7 separate regions of the Mus musculus genome follow, and regions 1, 2, 3, 4, 5 and 7 are each linked to region 6. The links are chromatin contacts, called in public Hi-C, HiCAR-type, HiChIP or PLAC-seq and promoter capture Hi-C maps. All regions are on one chromosome and are shown on one strand. The core of a region is the stretch at or near the end of the contact, and the rest is flanking DNA. Distances in the headings are between cores, read along the strand shown.

Evidence for each region. Hi-C and Micro-C count contacts between places; a contact is called where the count stands out from the background. HiCAR-type assays count read pairs that join an accessible place to other places. HiChIP or PLAC-seq counts read pairs in DNA pulled down with a chosen protein or histone mark. Capture Hi-C pulls out chosen DNA fragments and counts their contacts.
Region 1: a promoter capture Hi-C map of adipose tissue shows a contact between it and region 6, with 4 times the contacts expected there. The contact joins the promoter of Epm2aip1 here to the promoter of Cdc25a in region 6. A contact is called at or near these places in 4 of 39 promoter capture datasets (erythroid cells, liver and pre-B cells), 3 of 484 Hi-C or Micro-C datasets (B cells, CD4 T cells and CD8 T cells), 3 of 115 datasets of contacts at active chromatin or transcription factors (bone marrow-derived macrophages, large pre-B cells and regulatory T cell precursor) and 2 of 9 other capture datasets (adipose tissue and liver).
Region 2: a contact with region 6 is called in a HiCAR-type map of astrocytes, with 2.7 times the contacts expected there. The contact joins the promoter of Arih2 here to the promoter of Cdc25a in region 6. A contact is called at or near these places in 1 of 39 promoter capture datasets (pre-B cells), 6 of 115 datasets of contacts at active chromatin or transcription factors (astrocytes, embryonic stem cells, large pre-B cells and 2 more) and 1 of 9 other capture datasets (liver).
Region 3: a contact with region 6 is called in a Hi-C map of embryonic stem cells, with 8 times the contacts expected there. The contact joins the promoter of Qrich1 here to the promoter of Cdc25a in region 6. A contact is called at or near these places in 2 of 39 promoter capture datasets (liver and pre-B cells) and 1 of 484 Hi-C or Micro-C datasets (embryonic stem cells).
Region 4: a contact with region 6 is called in a Hi-C map of B cells, with 17 read pairs. The contact joins the promoter of Ip6k2 here to the promoter of Cdc25a in region 6. A contact is called at or near these places in 5 of 39 promoter capture datasets (the C10 cell line, frontonasal cranial neural crest, liver and 1 more), 1 of 484 Hi-C or Micro-C datasets (B cells) and 9 of 115 datasets of contacts at active chromatin or transcription factors (the 230-238 cell line, astrocytes, embryonic forebrain and 6 more).
Region 5: a promoter capture Hi-C map of liver shows a contact between it and region 6, with 2.7 times the contacts expected there. The contact joins the promoter of Lrrfip2 here to the promoter of Cdc25a in region 6. A contact is called at or near these places in 1 of 39 promoter capture datasets (pre-B cells) and 1 of 9 other capture datasets (liver).
Region 7: a contact with region 6 is called in an H3K27ac HiChIP or PLAC-seq map of embryonic stem cells, with 5 times the contacts expected there. The contact joins the enhancer-like site here to the promoter of Cdc25a in region 6. A contact is called at or near these places in 1 of 39 promoter capture datasets (liver), 4 of 115 datasets of contacts at active chromatin or transcription factors (astrocytes, differentiating embryonic stem cells, embryonic stem cells and 1 more) and 1 of 9 other capture datasets (adipose tissue).

The regions. Positions count from the first base shown.
Region 1 is chr9:111,270,570-111,273,269 of GRCm38.p6, reverse strand. Epm2aip1 (EPM2A (laforin) interacting protein 1) reads right to left here and starts at 1,425. Exons shown (of 1, transcript NM_175266.4): 1 at 1-1,425. The coding sequence starts at 1,309. It overlaps Mlh1 (mutL homolog 1), which reads left to right and starts at 1,662. Exons shown (of 19, transcript NM_026810.2): 1 at 1,662-1,861. The coding sequence starts at 1,746.
Region 2 is chr9:108,648,131-108,650,830 of GRCm38.p6, reverse strand. It overlaps Arih2 (ariadne RBR E3 ubiquitin protein ligase 2), which reads left to right and starts at 1,423. Exons shown (of 16, transcript NM_011790.5): 1 at 1,423-1,602.
Region 3 is chr9:108,515,836-108,518,535 of GRCm38.p6, reverse strand. Qrich1 (glutamine-rich 1) reads right to left here and starts at 1,449. Exons shown (of 10, transcript NM_175143.5): 1 at 1,296-1,449. Qars (glutaminyl-tRNA synthetase) reads right to left here. Exons shown (of 24, transcript NM_133794.2): 24 at 2,595-2,700. The coding sequence ends at 2,690.
Region 4 is chr9:108,782,523-108,785,222 of GRCm38.p6, reverse strand. Ip6k2 (inositol hexaphosphate kinase 2) reads right to left here and starts at 1,411. Exons shown (of 6, transcript NM_001379600.1): 1 at 1,353-1,411.
Region 5 is chr9:111,116,843-111,119,542 of GRCm38.p6, reverse strand. Lrrfip2 (leucine rich repeat (in FLII) interacting protein 2) reads right to left here and starts at 1,419. Exons shown (of 15, transcript NM_001374664.1): 1 at 1,154-1,419.
Region 6 is chr9:109,874,214-109,876,913 of GRCm38.p6, reverse strand. It overlaps Cdc25a (cell division cycle 25A), which reads right to left and starts at 1,335. Exons shown (of 15, transcript NM_007658.3): 1 at 755-1,335. The coding sequence starts at 924.
Region 7 is chr9:108,752,110-108,754,809 of GRCm38.p6, reverse strand. No RefSeq gene overlaps it. Among named protein-coding and RNA genes, the nearest start is that of Gm24259, 15 kb to the right of the region's middle. Within about 2 kb of position 1,314, at least 40 of the 459 cell types and tissues checked have an H3K27ac peak or open chromatin away from gene starts, as enhancers often do. A contact at or near this core is called in adipose tissue and embryonic stem cells, where this site is marked.

The sequences.
Region 1 (2,700 bases), core at 176-2,675, 1.4 Mb before region 6:
CAGGAAAGTCTGTTAGATTTACTTCCTCCATATGTCTCTGAAGTGAACTCAGCTTACCCTCAAAGGTGCAGATGCGTTCAAAGGCAGCAGCAGCAAAGACTTTACTGATCTGCAGTTCTTCACTGATCTCTCGAAGATAGTCCATAATATCTACCAAGAAACCAAAATCACAAAGCCACTGCTTGTCTGAGAAATGAACTGTTGTTGCCCCCACTGAGACCAAGAACGCCTCGATTTCTTTTCTTAGTGAAAATATTAGTTTTAACGTTTTGCCTCTTCTCAGCCAGTTGTTCAAACACCGTCCGTTAACTCTTTCACCATGCTCTGACTCAGACTCAGTTAGTAGAGGCTGAAACTCCGGTCGCCTAACACCTCTGGTCTTAATCATAACTACCCATTCAGATATGGTATTTATGATCTGATTAATATCAACATCATAAGAACTCAACAGTTCCAAGTGAAGAAATCCCGAATAGTGGATTACGTTCCAACAGTTGGGACTCACGGCCTTCTCTCTCATGTAGGAGACCAGTCCGGAGTTCTCGCCGATCATCCTTAAAGTGTGGGTCGTGGTCAGTCCAACCATTCGCTGTAAGCTGAGCCCTGCTGTCTGCAGGGCTTCCAGAATTGCCGACATGAGAGCCCCAACACTGAAGTGATGAGTCAGGTTGATAATCGTCAGAAGATCTTCTTGCACCTCCAGGTCGCGGCCGACGCCACGGATGAAGACCAGCAGGTAGTTCTCATAGGCCACAAAAGCCTGGTCATCCAAAGCAAGGGAATAGGCCTTAAAGTCCCTGGCTCGGTTAAACAGCTGGCTGCGGAGGTTGCTGTCAATGCTCAGAATCCTCTGCCGTGTGATCTCTGGAGACAAGTCAATGCCTTCCAGGACGCCGACGTGATCCGGCAGCACCTCTCTCAGCAACACCTCCATGCACTGGTGTACGAAGTCACCCTCACCCCAGCCGCGACCCTTCAAGGCCAAGAAGCGGCAGAGGCCGAGGCCTGCCCGGGTCGCTCTCTCCTCCGGAGTGAGCACGGCGGCCAAAGACATGTCACCCTGCCGCAGACGCTCGACCAGGGCCGCGCGTTCCTCGTCCCCTACAAACCGCTCGTAGAATTCGTGCTCGGCCTCGTAGTGGCGCCTCACGTCGCGTTCCCGAGTAGAGGCGACCAGGCGGCGACACACCAGGCACAGGGCCCCGTCACCCTCCGCAGGCTCCACCACCAGGTATCGCTGGGTCCACTCGGGCCGGAACACCAGAGCCTCGTCGACTTCCATCCTAATCCTCTTGGGCGTCATCCACATTCTGCGGAGGCCACAGGAGAACGCCGAGCTCTGAGGCCGCAGCAAACGGGGAGGAGCCCGACGAACGCCAAGCACCCCCTGGGTTCTGCGCCAGATCACCCGAGCAGGGGTGCACCAGCCTCCGCCAGGGCACCTCCGTTCCTATTGGCTGGAGATTTCGTATTCCCTCAGCTCTCAGAAATGAGCCAATAGGAAGAGCGGACCGTGAACTTTGACGCGCAAGCGCGTTGCCTTCTAGCCTGGTGTCGGGCCGCTGTTTAGAGCGGGACAGAGATCCCAGGAACTGACGTGTAAAAGCGCTTGACTGGCATTCATGCTGCCCAATCAGCACTTGCCGCTGGGAAGACGGCGCAGGACTGCAGTCGGCCGAAGCTGAAGGAAGAACTTGAGCGTGAGGAGCTCGAGTGATTGGCTGACTGGGAACTCGGGCGCCAATATGGCGTTTGTAGCAGGAGTTATTCGGCGTCTGGACGAGACGGTAGTGAACCGCATAGCGGCGGGGGAAGTCATTCAGCGGCCGGCCAATGCTATCAAAGAGATGATAGAAAACTGGTACGGAGGGAGCGGAGCCGAGTTCCCCGACTGAGAGCCGGGGCGGGCCGACCCACCTGCTGCAGTCGGCCACCGTGCGGGGCACCGAGCACGGGGACCGTGGGGGCATCGGGCACAGGGACCCTGCGCGTGCCAGGCTGGTTTCCCATTATGCACACGGCCGAAGGTCCTCACGACTTGCGCGAGACCTGTTTGGGTCGCAAGTAGGGGAAGCACGCGTGGTATTGGTTTAATGGTATCTTCCTGGAGTATGCGGCTCGCCGCCACGTTACATACAACGAAGATGCGCGGCTGACGATGTGTGAATGTGTAAGGGTGGAAGAGAAACAGTCTTCAGAGTGTGCCATTTTAGGTTTATCATTCATTCCCGGAATAATCCCTACACATCCAAGGCACAGTTTCTTCTGAGTTTTATTCAGACGTATCAGGACATGGGGCTTTTTTTCTGACTCTCCTCTTGTCAAATTAGTGAGTGACCCTAGTCTGAGACTTAGACCTGCATCTGAGACTTAGACCCGTCAGGTTGTGGAGGGGAGAAGTTAAACGTGTACTGTTTAACCTTTAATAGGCACAGTGAATAGTATACCCCAAAGTAGACACACCACCAAATAAGTTCAAAAAGGACACTGTGTACATAAGGACTTTGTGTTAATATCAGTTGATGGTTGTGAAAGCCAAAGAAGACAAATGTTCAGAAGTGCACTGAAAAGACAAAGCATTCAGAACGATGACACTGAGATAAATGACCTCAGGCCCTCTTTGGGGTCCAAAGACCTTTATGCAGGAGTCACCTAAGACCATCGTGAAATTCTGATATTTACATTACAATTCAGAGCAAT
Region 2 (2,700 bases), core at 174-2,673, 1.2 Mb after region 6:
CAAGTGCTATTCTTGTTCTAGCGACTTTCAACATTTGATTACCCCTGATTTTGATTCATGACCCAAATTTGTAGATATTTTAAGTAGATTGTGTGGCTGCACACATGTGAGTTTGTAAGTTTTAGGTCTGTACAGAGCTTCAGGTTATCCAGGGATATATAGTGAGAACTTTTCTCAAAAAAGAAAAAAAAATTTTTTTTTTAATTTTCTGTTTACAAGTATGTGTGTGCCGGAAGAGGTTCAAAGAGGGCTTCGGATCCCCTGGACATTATCAATAGTGGGCAAGGACCTCAGGTTTCTGGAGAGAACAGCAAGAGCTCTTAATGGCCCAGCCAACTCCCAAGTCTCTTCAGTTATATTTTTTCCAAGAATTACATAAAAGAGGCTATTACACGGTCTTTTTTCTTTCTGCCTCACTTTTCCGGGTGTCTTGAATACCAATACATACACTCCAGAAAAGGTAGAACTAGGTTATCTACAGATTTGCACGAACATTGATTTACCTCACAGTGCCTCTGGCTTCACTCCAGTAATTAACATCTCGATGGAGTTGCTACTTGAGCGAGCCTCCTATCAGTCCACAACAAGGCTTGGTGACCAGAACTTGGTGACTGGAGTCCTAATGCAGTCTATATCGTGGGTAGAAGTTGTGCAGCGAAACACTTACGATGTATGAATCTCTGGGTCTGGTAATCTAGCAAGGCAAACCAGCCTTGGCTATATAGTGAGTTGCTTCTAAATATAACCACACCAAACAAAAAATACCCGTCGTGAAGGTGAGTGGAAGTCGGAGAAGTGGGTGGCTAGGGGGATAGTGTCATGAGAAACTAAAGTCTGATTGCTCATGGGCCAGAACTTCCTCCTAACGTACGTAGAAATTCCGAGTATGGCTCATGTCAAACCATAGTTGCCCGGAAACTATGATCTTTTTAACCTACTCCAGTGTTGCCAGAATGTCTTCTCACGCTGTTCGTCAGAGTATAAACAGTGAAGTGGGTAGACGTCTGGTCAGGGGAAAAAAAAAAAAAAAAAGCTAAAAATACCTCATCTAAGGGTCTGATGGCTCAGTGGGTAAAAAGCGCTTACTGCCACGCCTGACAAGTGTTTGATCCTCGAAACCCACATGGTGGAAGGAGAAAAACTGCTCCCGGAAAATTGTCCTCTGACCTCTTCTGCACGCGAGCCGTGCGACACACACAAAATACACGCAAGAAAACCTAAAACTAACTATCGAATAAAGACACTGGTAGGCTATAACGCAGGAAACAAATTCCTACATCATTCCTTCAAAAGCGAACGCTCAGTAGTTCCTCCCAGGGGCTCTCGCTAGAGGATGGTGAGGAAGCGATTCCAACCGACTACGCAGTCGTCAGAAGCCTGGGAGCCTCCAGGGCGACCGCAGGTCGACCCCTACCGGAAGTGACGCGCGGCGCAGAACACTTCCGGAGCTGCGGGGGACGGCTCTGCCGGAGGAAGCTGCGCGGGCCTGAGCCGCGTCCGCCGGCTGCCTCCGCTGCCGCTACGCCTCCGTCAGCCTGGTTTGGTCTGGCTTGACCTGGTCCGGCCGGCCTGGGCTCTGCGGCCGCGAGGTCGCGGCTCCCGGTAAGTGCGCGGCGGGAGTCGAGGCCTTGTTTACTCTTGACTGGCCGCCGGGAGGGGGGGGATCCCCGCGCGTTTCGCCGGCGCGGTCCGGGCTCCGCCTTCGCCGCCGCTTGCGAGGCCGGGCCGTCCCAGGTCCCGACGTTCCCCGCCGACTGATAGGCACTCCCGGAGGCGACAGCCCGCGCCGGCGGGTGCCTGGCGTCTCTCCTGGGTTCCTCTTCCTCGTTGGCTCTTTAGCTCCCCGAGAGGTCGGAGGCCAGGGCCTCTGGCCCGCGAGGCTCGGGTGCGCTCGGGCCTGCCCTTCTGGGCGCTCCAGGCGAACGCACCGCCTCGGAGGCTCCCCGTTTCTCTGGTGGTTGGGAGCTTTGGCAGCGCCAGCCGCACTGTTTGTTAACGCCCGTCCTGGGAAAGGGCCTCCCCGCGCGTGGGTTCCGTGTCCGCGCGAAGACCGGGGCGCCTCGCAGAGACGTGCGACCGGTCACGCCCGACGCCACTGGTCTAGCCTCAAGAGAGGCGGTGGTGTTCTCGGACGAGCTCGCCTTAGTTCTTCTGTTTGTTACTCTGTCTCGTAGAACTTTCTGTCGGCGACGAACACGTTCTAGACCTTTGCTGTTCAGTATGGTAGCCATTAAGCCACACACGGCTTTCGTGTTGACATGTATGTAGTTAGTATATCTGAGAAACTACATTTGACTTTTTAAAAGTAAACTAACTTTCAATAACTCCATGTAATCGGCGGCTACCTGCCATTATTAGGACAGATGCGGTGTCGAGTTGGTTGTTTTTAGACAGTGTCTACATAGTCATGGCTGTCAAGGAACTCACTGTGTAGACTGGGCCGAACTCGAACTCACCTGCTTCTGCCTCTCAAGTGCTGGCATTGAAGGCTTGCACTACCACGCCCGGGATGCTGCTGAGTTTTTAAACAAGTTGCTGATTCATATTTTTCAGCCAAGAAGTTTTCTTCGAAATGTAGTTAATAAATGACTACTGAGGGCCAAGTGTTACAACTGGAGTTAAACATCTGTGCGACTAGCCAATTTTTTTGTGTTCCTGTCAACTTCAAACTAAAAGGTCTTTATCCTTTTGTATGTGGCC
Region 3 (2,700 bases), core at 200-2,699, 1.4 Mb after region 6:
TCCATCACAAACCTAGAATTTCCTAGATAGAAGATCACAGCACTGAAACAAAATGTGGAAAGAAAAAAAAAAGCTGAGAAGAACTTCAGTTACATAGTTTTTATAGTGACAGGCAGATTTTAGAAATTTTTGCTGGACATTTTAGAAATTACAAAGAAAAAAACCGGCAAAGCATTGATCAAGTTAATCAAGGTTAAGAAACAGCCCTTATCAAGAACAGAAAGGCAAGCCCCTCCCACCCACGCGGAGGTGGAAAAAAAAAAGGGGGGGGGGAGGCTGCATTTAAGTGAGGATTTAAAGCGGAATTTTAGAGCTCCGAGAGTTTGATACCATATACAGAGGAGGATCTCTTTCCGGAGCGCACAGAGGTGACGTGTATCAACTGCGCTTATGGAAGAATCGGTTCTAATGGAAGAAAAGCGGGGCCTGGTAATGGTAACCTTCTCTCCTCAGCACAAAGCACCAGTACAAGGTGAGGAAACCCATGGGGACCCAATGCCCTCTCCGGCCAGCAGGACTCGGTTTCCCAAGCAGAGCAGCACCCTCCCCAAGCACCCACCCAGTCCTTGGGCCTCGCTTAAGTAACAGCATTCTTCAGTTAGTACGAGCACTCCTGTCCGCCTCCCGGAGGAGCGGAGCCGCAAGCCAGACCGCAAAGCCGCTATGTTTCTCCGCAGACCTAGGCCACCGCTGCCCCGGACGTCACGAGGACAAGGGCCCAACCCTCAACCTTCCCCAGTCGGCAGGTCGGTCGTCCGCCAGGCCGCTCGCCCGCCCGCCCGTCTGCCCTCCTCTTGGAAGGGGCGTCCGGCGCGCACTCCGGACAGCGTGAGCGACCAACAGCAGGGCGCGCGCCGCAAAACCGGGGGGTCGCGGGGTGGCGCGCGCCCCGGAAGCCGTTCTAGCCCACGGGCCACAGCTGAGAGCCAACGGGGACGCGCACGTCGGGCGGCTACGCGCAACGAGAGGACCGCACAGCGCGCACGATAACGCACGCGCGCGCGCAGAAAAATGAGAAAAAAAAAAAAAAGAAAAAAAAAAGCCACGCTCGTGCGCGCGCGCCTCCGCGCGCCCCCGTGCGCCGCGCCCACCCGCCCCTCAGGCCCGCCCCTCCCCCACCCGTGGGGCGGAGGCTCGCGAGCCGAGGGACGTTCTCCGCTCTGAAGCCGCCCTGAGGTCGCCTGGGCCCAGCGGCAGCGGCCCGCCCGCCCCCGCCCGCCCGCCGTTGTGTAGGGTGGGCCTGCCGCCTTCGAGCCAGAGCCTTGCTGCGTCCCCGCCCTCACCAGAGCCCTCACCCGGCGACGTCACCGCCGCCGCTGCCTCCGTTCTACCCGCCGGCCCCGCTTCACCGCCCGGGGCCTCGGTTCTGCCGTCGCCGCTCCGAGACCGACAGGATTTTCTCCTCACAGCTCCCTGGGCGCCATCTTACATTCAGCCCTCACGGCCAATGGGAGCCGAAGGCCCTTCTCGCGAGAACCGGAGCGTCGGATCCCGCGAGAGCTGCCTGCCAGGCTTAAAGGGAACGCTGCAGCCACAGAGGGAACCGGTTGGAGTGGAGAGCGTACCCCTCGTTGTGGGAAGGAGCGCCACGCCCATGGGCACCCCTCCATGCGGGGCGGGGCTTAGGCCCGGGGTTCAGCATCCAGGGGTATTTTGCCCCTGCCCTGGGTCTGAAAGCATGCTTTTTGAAGCCACCTACGGTGTCCCGCTAGCGCCTCCTCTAGTTGCACAGTTCCACGCGAGGCGGGGCCGGGCCTAGCTCGGCCTCGTGGTTAAGGTGGCCCCCTTTCAAACCCCTGAACTGGGCGCAGCTTTAACCATTGTGCCGCGCCTGGGAAGCGCTCGGGGCGTTAGTGCACGGGAGAAAACAGCTTCAGGAACCCCCAGCACCACCTCTCATCTGAGATCGCTTTGCCACAGTCAGGTCCACCTTAAAGCAGGCCTTGGGTAGCCTAGTGTTTGTATACAGGGAAAATGTGGAAGGCTTTAAAGCTGCAGGCACTCACCTACAGCCTCACCAGAAGCTCCCAGCAACCCAGGGGGCCCTCAGTCTGGGGCAAACCTTAGTGCCTTCTGCACTTGTTCCTGTCCTAGCAAACTCTAATCTTCAAATTCTTCAGAAGTCAATTTCTGAGACGGGGTCCAATCCAAGGGCCAGCATAGCCAGGAATCTCATCTCAGCACCGTATAGACATCCAGGGAGTTTGCTGGGGTCCCCAAACTGGAAAGGCCACAACAGCATTCATGATTTATCTCACTATGCTTAAATAGTTGACAGGGCTTTTTTCTAAATGATCACACGGGGGGTCATGTGTCTCTTGATCTCTAGCCACAAAGACACAAACCTAGATCCCTCCATAGGACTGGTGACTGTGCAACAGCATCTCTGGGGTTCTCAGGTTTATCATAGTAAGTGCTGAGCTAATTCCAGCCATGCACCTGCCTTTGAGAACCAAGTGCAGTAGTGACTTTGTGGCTGGCTCTTTTCTGGGGAAGTGCATTCTTCCAGAAGACATATGAGACCCACCACTGCCAGCTAACAAACTATTTCTCCAGGGTCCTCAGATATTAGAAAGGCAGACAACAGAGAGACGCCAGAGGGATTTAGTTATTCTTTATTGAAACGGAGTGTGGAGTGCTGAAGGGCACCCCCAGCCTCCAGGATGAGGTAGGGCCACATGTATTCAGTTCATATTTTGC
Region 4 (2,700 bases), core at 162-2,661, 1.1 Mb after region 6:
CATAAGTACTCATTTTGTATTTCTATCTGTGGATAGCTGCTAAAATTAAAACAAAACCCTACAATTACACTCTCCACGGCAACAACTTGGTAAATAAGCATCTCCCATCTCTTAAAATGTTATCCCAGGGAAAGTGCAAATACAGCAAACATTTTAAATACTGAAAATCAACAACAATGCTGTCAACAAGGAAGGTCCTTTAAATTTTTCAAAATGTTTGTCTGCATCATATTTGCTGTTTCAAAACTGCCAGGGCTTCTTTCTTTTGGATCTTTTTATTTTCATAAATATTTATTAGTTGACAATTCCAAACATGTATACAATGTATTTTGACCATATCCATCCCCCTGGTCCCTTCTTATCCCCCTCCCACTGCCTCTGGATCCCTTCAGTACTTTTTCTTACAAATATTCGAAATTATTTTGTTCTTGCTCTATGTACATTTCTGCTAACAAAATGTTTATTTACATGCGATGACTAGCTCTATTTCCTTTCGCGTGTAAGAAGAGCCCTAGATTTCACCAGTTCCTACATTTTTCCCCATTTTCCCGCTAGTACAGCTTTCTTGATATTTGATAGAAATTAAAATCCTAAAAACGAATCAAGTCATTAGGAAGGATGCAGAAGATAGATGCAGTCTTGTTATCAAATATGAATAAAATCCCACTCGTGGTAGGAGCATCAGCATAAGAAGAAGAAAAAAGAAGACACCTTCTGATCCATTTTAAGATCTTAAAGGAGAAGAAGGGGAAAAAAAAAAAACCAATAAGGTTGGATGCGCAGATCACCCTCTCCCCCGCCTTTCCGGGATCAAAGAGGAGCTGACTGGCACAACTGACGTTCAACACCCAAAATGGCTGCACATCTGCAGGCCCAGGTAACAACAGTACCTGAGGATCCGGGCTGACCCTTCCATCCAAAGATAAAGACCCCATCCTCAAAGACCAGGGAGATCGTGGCCGGGGGACCTCTGTGAGACCAGAGATCCTGTCCTCCACCGGAAGACCCAGGGAGACCGCTTCAAAACCGGAGAAAGACACTGTCGTCGTCCCCCGCCCCCTCCCCTCCCCCGGTTCCGGGAGACCCTCCAATGCCGGGGGGAAGATTCTGCCCCGTCTCGGTGGGCAACGCTACTCTCCCCAGTAACTGCAAGGTACAATGGCCCCCCGTAAATAGGGAAGGGATGACTACACAAAAAAAGGGGGAGACCGCTTCTCAATGACAGCCATAGGACCCCCTTCACAAACCCAAGCCTCCCAGGGATCCCGGAGCCCGGCCGCTACCAGCACCGAAAACCTCTTCCCCTGAGCCCCGGGGTGACAGGGCCACGGGCCGGGCGGGGCGGGCGTTACCTGCGGCCACAGCCCAGTCCCGCGACGCTTCCGTCCTATTGTTTCTCTTCCACCAAAATGGCTGCGGCCGCGCTCAGCCCCGCCCCCCAACCTCGCTCCCAGGGCCCCTCGCTATTGGCTCGCACCCGAAGCCGCGCAAGCGGACTGGGCGGCCTGGAAGACTGTTGCTAGGGCGCCGGGATTCGCTTGGGGCGGCTTCCTGAATGGGCAAGGGGCGGGAAGAGGCGGGGCGTTGTCCTGAGTGAGGAGGGTGGCCAGTCTGTTCTGGAGTTGAAGTAACTGATGGGCTGTGTGCCAAATGGATCGATTGCAGGATGCCTAGGGTAAGGGTGGATGGACAGACAGTCCTGGTTTGCCCCGCACTGGGGAGTTTCCTAGGATACAGGAATGTCAAGGCCAGTATTCATTCTGTGATAAACTGCAAAGCTGGTCAACCTAGCAGATGGATGGACAGAACTACATGTCGCTAAGATGGATAAAGGGATAGCAGCAGGGAACAGAGAGAATGACTACAGACGATAGACAAATACATGGCTCTATAGGAGGCCAGTAAGACGGCTCAACAGGTCAAGCCGTTGCTCTGTTTCTCTCTGGCTCTTTGTCTCTGTCTCTCTCTCACTCACAAACACACACTCACACCACACACACTATAATAATTTTTAAAAAATGTTTAGACAGGTGAACAGATGAGTGGACAGACAGACAAGATAAAAGCCAATAGAAGTCTGATCAGAGGGATGTATAGGGTCCTCGGTAAATTGATAGGTCTGGAGCATAGAGCTCATCCAAGACTCCTTTGTCTGGAGCCTGTGTCATTCAGAAGGTCTCCTGCATGAGTGAACGAGTGTCAGCGCAGCCAGGAAAGGCAAGGAGCACGATGGGAACCATGGGCATGGGATGACCTCCTTCTTGGCTATTGGCCTTTCTGTAAAGGATGCCAGAGTTGTAACCCTGCATCCTGGGCATTAGCAAAGATGTAGCTCATAGGTTTTTAAAACTGAAGTATTTATTAAGCACCTACACTCTGCAGTGAGTGCAGTAAACAGATTTTTTTAATCCCTGCTTTCTAAAGGTGGACAAGAGAAACTCCTATTACCAACAGGTTCCTCTTGGAATCGCCTTCCCTTGAGGCCTTCATGGCTCTGTGTTCAGTTCTGTCTAGTTTTTCTTTTTCACATTTTTTCCTCTCTGTCTATACCCACTTACCCCGGGTCGTGGTTTTGTTTTTAAAATATTAACTAATTGAGTCCAGATCCCTCTCTGTAGCCCAGGCTGGCCTCAAAATTAAGGCAATTCTTCAGCATCAACCTTCCTCTTACTGGGATTACAGGCATGAACCGAGAGGCCC
Region 5 (2,700 bases), core at 170-2,669, 1.2 Mb before region 6:
CATGCCATAGTGCATGACAATCACCACCCAGCAACAAACAGAACCAAACATTATACATCACTCGCTATAAAAAAAAAGAGTACAATTATCTAATTAAACGGGCAGAAAAGGTCTGGCTTTCCTCTATTTCAATGGGAAGATCCCGATCTACGAGTCAGAGTGTGACCTCACTTCCGACGTGAATCACACTTTCCGAAGTTCTTACTCGGCATGAGTGTATTAAATACGAGGTCATAGGATCCCTGTAGTTGTTAAACAGAGCATGATGTTGGTTAATCGGGGCTAACTCTGCAAGACATTGAAGCTACGGTAAACTTGGCCAACTAACTCTTACTGCAACACACATTCTTCAGCAATTGCAGCTTTTCACACCTACTGGGGAGAAAAAGTCCAACACTGATTAAGAATGTATCTGTCGATACCCTGACTGCACCTCTTCTCGCTGCGATAACACAACACGAATAGCAGTCACTGTTATCCTTACAGAGTTTTCAGTCAATCAAGCTACTGTAGAAAAACCGTGGCAAAAATGCTGAGTCACTAAATGGGAAAAGCAAAAGGGGCTACAAATACTGAAAGTTTGGGATACCCTTTAGCCACGTTTCTACGTTATATTTGTATGTCTCGAGGTGGGGAACATAATACACAAAGCAAACGCTTGAACTTTTCTCCTCTGGGTTCTCTTATGTCCCTTGCTTCCTGCTGGATATCCACAGCAAAGGGAAACCAGGCCTGACTGGAGCTATGAAACTCCACAATGTGGGTGTAAATAACGCCCGCTGTTAGTCAAGCATTAACCCTGACCGTCCTGCCCTGAGCCTGGTAAGCCCGCGCGCTTCAGTTCAGATCAAGAAGGAAGCAGGAGAGGGGGGAATCTCACTCAAAAAGCTACGCCCTCCACCGGCCTGACACCGTTCCCGGGGCGGCCCCTCCCGGGACAGACTGAGGACAGAGTCTGCGGGAGTGTGGCGCCGGGAGCAACGGGAGCTGGAGCACCCAGCTGTCCCAAGTGATGCCCGGTCCAAGGGGCGTAACCCCTTCTTCCCCCGCGGGGGGCGGGCGAAGCGGGAGCAGGGGACCCGCCGGGCGACCCCAGCCCGGAGCCGCCACTGGGCAGCGCCTGGAGACAGCCGGGTCCGCCGCCTGCCCTTACCTGCGTGTGGCGCGGGATGAGGCTGCGGCGCCGCCCGGAAGGGCCGGAGCGGCCGCCCGGGAGCCGGGAGAGGAGAGCGCCGGCCACACTCTGCACCCCCCCGCACCGTCCACCCCGCGGGCCGCAGGGAGACAAAAAGAAGGGCTCCTCGCGCCGCGGCCGGTCGTGGAGTCACACTGAGCGCGCCCTTCGCCCCGCGGCCGACACAGCGAACGCGACCCGGGACGAGCCGCAGCCCGAGCAGCGGCTGCAGCTGCGGCGGTGGCGGGGCAGAGGGGCGGGGCCACCGGCCGGCGACCCGCTCACCCGGAAGTACTTGTGGCAGGCGGCGGGGTAGCGGACGCGCGCGGCTCGGAGGCTACTGGCTGGACCGCGGAGCGCAGGGCTCGCGGGTGACGGGGAGGGAGACACGCTCGACACGCACTGGCTCAAGCCGGGCCTGGTCCCGAGCGTTGGTATCTGAGCGTTTCGTAACCGTACTTAGCCAGGTGGCCTCAAAGCGGTCTGGTGGGAGGTTTTGGGTGAGTGAGGCACCTGGCGCGCAGTCTGTGGGAAAGGATGTGGAGGGTGGGTGTGGCTGAACGAAATGAAAATACCTGTTTTTAAAGAGATTTCCACCTGAGGCTGTAGCGCAGGTAATAGGGTGCTTACTTAGCATATCTGTAACCTTGGGTGCCATTCCCAGCATAAAATCAGGTATGATGCTATACACCTGTTGTCCCGGGTACCCTGGAACCTGTGGCAGGGCAAAGGAGTTTGAATTATCACAGTGAGACCTGTACACATCACACACACGCGCGCACACACACAAACACACAGACCCAAATCGTAGGCATGTTCTTCAATCCCAAAAGTATCTGGGGAAGGCCCTCACGTTCAAAGTTCCAGGCACCGGAAGCCCTGATCATGCTCTCGGGGAAACTTGCCTTCTAATTGAGTAGATGAACTTGATCAGATAAACAAGGTAATGACAGATTGTCGTGAACTCAGCGGCAAGCAATGATGAGAACATTTTGAGGGTGAGGCCTCTGGCTGGAGAAGATGGTGAGAGAAGACCTCTGGCAGGAAGTGATAGCCGAGCAGGTATCTGGGGGAAAGGGCACAAAATGGTCTTAGGCACGACCTCCCATCTGCAAAAACTGCAGATTTCAGAAGCCCACGAATAAGCCCACGGATGACATGTTTGGATTTTGTCTGATGGCTTCTAAAAGGACTTTCAGAGCTGCCCGTATCCACTGAGATATCAAAGGCTTGATTAACCTTTCATGTTCACGGGGCTGCCACTGTGGGATCAATCAATCCTGGAGGTTCAGCACACAGAGAAAAGTGTGCTGAGAGAAACTGTGTGTCTGTCTGTCTGTCTACAATTGGCTCACAGACAGCAACTTTGGGTGGTATTTCCCTGGAGTCATGCTCCTTGGTTTTTTAAAGACATTATTAAATCTCACATAGACCTGGAATTTACCAGGTCGGCAAAGCTAGCAGCCACTCCAGTGCTGGGGTCACAGGCAAGCGCCACCACACCTAGCTCTCTTTCATTGTAAAAA
Region 6 (2,700 bases), core at 86-2,585:
CTCAGTCTGAGGTTCTGAGTGAGCCAGGAGTAAGGGCAAAGGTGACTAGGCCAGGAGTCCCAGCTTTTCAGGGTTTGCAAAAGTTGTAAGACAAGTTTAGGAGGCGAAATACCCAACATCGAAGGAAAAGCAACTTCACTAAAAATAGTGTTAAGCATTTTTGTTAGTGATAGTGGTGTAGGACTACAAAGTCCTCGAAGATTTCCAATATGGAAAAGTTAGGTAAAAAGTGATAGCTTAAAAAAGGTAGTAGATGGGTAGATACAAGAAACGTGCCGGCCAGGTGGCTGCATAGATTTTACACAAATGCAAGAAAAGAAAATGCCACGTCCCTTTGTTGAGAAGGAACAAAGCTTACAGGAAACTAAGATCCGGCGCGGGTGGTTCAGCAAAGAGGGCCTAGGAGGACCCATTCTCACCCTCCCTCCCAACCCCCATAAGGGTAGATTCCAAAGACTTTTCTGGAATAGAGACAGCGTAGAGAGAAATCTGAAAGGGGTGAACAAGACAGGATGCCCAGCAGGCTTCCTCGATCTCCGCGGTCTGGCTCTTGGCTGAGGATAGCCCTGGACTATCCGAACGGCCTCTCCCGCCCAACATTCCGCCCGGGAGGGAGGGTGCACATGGCGGGCCCTAGCCAGGCCATTCCGGGTCGGAGCATCAGAACCAAGTGGACAGACTCTGTTTCCTGCTGGATCATCCCGAGGGCCGACCAGAGGCCAGCGGCCTGGGGCATCGCTCGCTGGTCTCTCACCTGCCCAGTCCTTCCAGCTGGTCCATGGTGACCGTCAGGTTGGTGACAGGGGACAGTCCGCCAGCAGCTGACGCGCCAAACAGCATCTTCCCCGTGGGCTGCGGCGCAGGCGTGGGGCTGCAAGCGAAGAACAGGCGGCGGCGGTGGGGGGGCTCCGGGCCCAGTTCCATGGCGCCGCCGGGCCTGCCCGGACTCCCGCTCCGTCTTCCTCCGCCTCCGCTGCGCCGGGCCCCGCCCCGCTGGCACCGGCTTCAGCCGCGTGCCACGCCACCAGCGCCCGCGGGTCAAACACAAACACGACCCCGCGGTTCAGAGACGCGGCCGCCACGGGCAGCGGCGCGGACCGGCGAGCGTAGGGGACTCGGCAGGCGCCAGGCACAAGCACCGGTGCTTCCCTCTCTGTCCCGCGAGGCCCGCAGGCGGGCGGGCGCCTGCAACCTCAAGATTAAATCCAAACAAACTCCGTGGAGGAAGAGTCTTGAGACCACCGCTCCGACTAACTCGCCTCACTTTTTTTCTCCCTCCTTGCTCCGTAGCCGGCTCGCAGAGAAGGAACCTTCACTTCCCTCACCACCAAAGTGGCCTTAGCGTTAATTGCTGCACACTCAGGATAGCCGCCGCCCCGCCCCTTTCCTAGTTGGCGCCAAACGGAATTCACCAATCAGGAAGCAAACTTCTCCTCGCTCCCGAATGACAGCTGAGCCGGACCAATGAGAAGGAAAGGAGGAAGCGTCTCGTGGGCCTCCTCGAGGTCACGCCCTCTCTCGGTGGGGGCGAAGCCTGAAGAGTTGGGAGGTGGCTGAAATGAGAAAGGAGTCAATGAAACTTTCTGTGGGGGCGCTAGTCCCTACCGAAAGGCCCCGCTCTTTTTCAGTTGCATGCTGGGTAGTGTAGTTCCTACAGCGTGTGCTACACACCTGTCTGAGCTACTGAGCATAGTGCTGTGCACTTTTTTTTTTTTTTTTTTTTTTTTTTTTTTTTTTTTTAGGAGACAGAGAGACTAGGGAAGGCCATCTGGACCAGGCGTTGGCTCTTCTCTAACTGTGTGGTACAGTACCATGGATCCTGGATCCCTCTTTTCCTTCACAGGACTTCAGGCTCTGATTTTGTCTTTCTTTTTTTCTTTTTCGAGACTGGGTTTCTCTGTGTAGCCCTAGCTGTCCTCGAACCCGCTCTGTAGACCAGTCTGGCCTCGAATTCAGATCGATCTGCCTCTGTCTCTGCCTCTCGAATGCTGAAATTAAAGGCATGTGCCACCATTCCTGCTCCAGACTCTGATTAATTAATTTAATTAATTTTTGAAATAGGGACTTTTTTTTTTAATAGCCCGGGCTGAAACAGGAGTAGTTGAGAGCTATGATCCACAGATAGCAAGCAGAGAGAAGGGGGTGGGGGGAGGTGGGATGGAGAAAGGAAGAGGGAGAGGGAGGGAGGGAGGGAGGGAGGGAGGGAGGAAGAGAGAGAGAGAGAGAGAGAGAGAGAGAGAGAGAGAGAGAGAGAGAGAGAGAGAGACTTTGCCTGGTGTGGGTTTTTAAGAACTCAAAACCCACTCCCATCTACACACCTGTTCCAACAAGGCCACACCTTCTCTAAAATCCCTCCCAAACAGTTGGGGATCAAGCATTCAATCATATGAGCCCATGGGAGCCATTCAAATCACTGTAAAAGTACTAGGCAACATTTAGTGTTTATGTACATGACAGTGTTTCATGTGTGATAACTCTACTAGTGTACTTAATCTTTACAAGTCTTACATCACAAAAATAATTCCAGGAGGGACCAGAGTGAAGGGAAGGTAGTTACTTTATTCACTATTTAGATGAATAACCATTATATCACAAGACATGGTTATGGGCTTCTTAAGTATCTTCACTATGGCCATATTTGTGATTCCATATATTTTTCTTTTGAGACAGGGTCCCGTGCAGTCAGGCTGGCTTTGGACT
Region 7 (2,700 bases), core at 65-2,564, 1.1 Mb after region 6:
CTCACTGGGGCTGGAAGTGATATTCGTGTCTCCTCTGAGCCCATCCCTCTCCACAGCTACAGATCATGGGTCATTCAGGAAGGGAGCTGGCTGCTGTAAATCATCGCTAGGATATTCTCCCAGAACAAAACAGGAAAATTACCAAGAAAAGTGTTCCACAGGGCCAGGGTGGAGGCGGTTCCCAGCACATCTTAGACATGCACACTGTGTCCCCAATGTCCCCAATGTCCCCAGTGCTTCCAGGCAGCACACAGCCCTGAGGGGCCAGCTGAAAGATTCCCATTGTGCTGGATGGATGCCCAGTCTGTGAGCCCCAATTCCACCCACACTCTCAATGCGCCCCTGCCTTCACACTGTGTGCCAGGCCTTTGCGTTGTTGTTTTTTTAAATACATTTTTAAGGTTTTAAATTTTGTATAGGAATGGATGGGAGAGATATATGAGTTAATGACACACACACACACACACACACACACACACACAGAGGGATGGGGAGTGAAGGTCGGAGGACAATTTGCAGGAATAAATTCTTGCAGAGAACTAAATTCAGCTTGTTAGGTTTGACAACCTTTACCCATTGAGTTCTCTTGCTGACCCTGAGCCTGGCCTTCTATTTAGTAAAACTAGCTTGTTTGGTTAACTATTAGAAGGTCCACTCTGTATCAGGCAGTGGGGGCTGGTTTTGCTATGATCCAGAACATTCCAGTCTTGAGCAGAGCACAAGGAGCAAACAAACCAGCCCCTGGACCCTAACTAACCTTTACTAAAGTCACCAGCTGATAGGGCAAGGGTCTAGGCAAAGCTAGGGCAGGCCGGGTGTGGTGGCACACGCCTTTAATCCCAGCACTTGGGAGGCAGAGGCAGGCGGATTTCTGAGTTCGAGGCCAGCCTGGTCTACAAAGTGAGTTCCAGGACAGCCAGGGCTACAGAGAAACCCTGTCTCGAAAACCAAAACCAAAACCAAACCAAAACAAAACAAAACAAGCTAGGGCAGAACGGATAGCTACCCTCTGGTAAGTATGTGGTTTCCCAGAGGGGCAATCTGAGGCCCAGATCAGAATTCCCTTTTGTCCTTTGGGCAGCGTCCGCCAGGAGCTTGGGATGGTGACCTAAACGCCAAGGTCTGAGGGACACGTTTTCCCACTGTGCTCTGCTCGAGGCTGTGGTTGCCTGGGGAACTGTCTCTCATTTGGGATCTGAGCTGAGATTTGGAGGCTGATGGAGACTTGAGACTTGGATGAGATTGAGTTTCTCACTTGGGATTGGCTGCAGTTCTAGGATAGAAGGCCAAGAGCCCAAAGGGAGTCAGGGATAGCCTGCCCCCTGCTGACCGAAGTGGAAAACTGCAGAGCTGCAGCTCAAGGTCACACAAAATGGACACCCACAAGAAAACTTGATTCTTGGCCACCTGTCTGAACAGAAAGCAACTTCGGCCAAAAGCGCATCTCTGGCCAACCGTTGTCAAGTTTTGAAAGTACAACAACGTAAAAACAGAATTCTAGGCCTTTAGGCCCAGGCTTGGGAATGTGGCCTTTGTAAAGGTATGCTAATCATAAAAGAGATAGCGACCCACCCGCTTCCTGGGTTCAAAGAGTGCTCATTCAAAGAAAGTCACCCAGAACCTGCAATGCAAATGTGCTATTGTTAGGGGCTCTTAGAAGCTGTCTTGAGAGTTAACAATTACCAGGTATTCCTTGTGACTCTTGTAACTTTACACTTCCTTGTGACTCTTAACTGGTATCTTTGGTATCTTCCAACAACGCCCTCCCCACTTCCTTGAGTTTCGGTTTCTTCCTTTAAATACCCCCTTACCCAGCTACTCGGGGCGCCACGGTCCTCTACCCCTGCGTGGTGTATGACCATGGGCCCGAGAGCGCTCTTGAATAAAAATCCTCTTGCAATTTGCAGCAAGACCCGTTTCTTGTGGGTGATTTTGGGGTGTCGCCTCTCCTGAGTCAGAACGTGGGGGAGTCCTCACGTTGTGGGTCTTTCAGTTTCAAGTGATGTGAAACGAGGACGAGAATTCCTGAGGAGTCTGTGTCTCTTACCAATCCAGTCTTCTCTTTTGCTTCTTCTGAGAGGCATCACATGAAAGGAGGGAGAAGGAGGAGGCGCTGTGTGCCTAAGTGTTTAAACCACTTAAGAGGCAAAAGGCCTGCGATAGTGCCATGGCTTTAATCCCAGCACAGAGGCAGGCAGATCTTTGAGTTCAGGGCCAGCCTGCTCTACAGAGTAAGTTTTAGGACAACTAGGGCTACACACACACACACACACACACACACACACACACACACACACACACACAAGACCTTCTCAAAAAAACTCAAAACCTTAAAAAGGGTGGGGGGGGGGAGCTAGCTAGCTTCATAGCCTAAGACAGTAGACACCTTAAAGTGGAAGCCATGGCTGCCGTCCACAGGAGTCCAAAAATACAAGCAATGAACTCCATCAGCAATGGTAAAAGGCTCTAGGACCCCCTGGTGGACCACAGTACTATTACTGTTGAAACCCTTGGCTTAAAGTGTCAAGGACACTCACAATTGGCCATCAGGATCTGTCCAATAAAGCCACGAACAACATCACATCTAACATATGACATTTCAATTCAGAACTTGGCAATTGTCATCCAAATTCAGGATTAGATATCCTTTATGTTCCTAACACTCGGATCCACACTTTCAAAACCAGTAAGGAAGCTGTG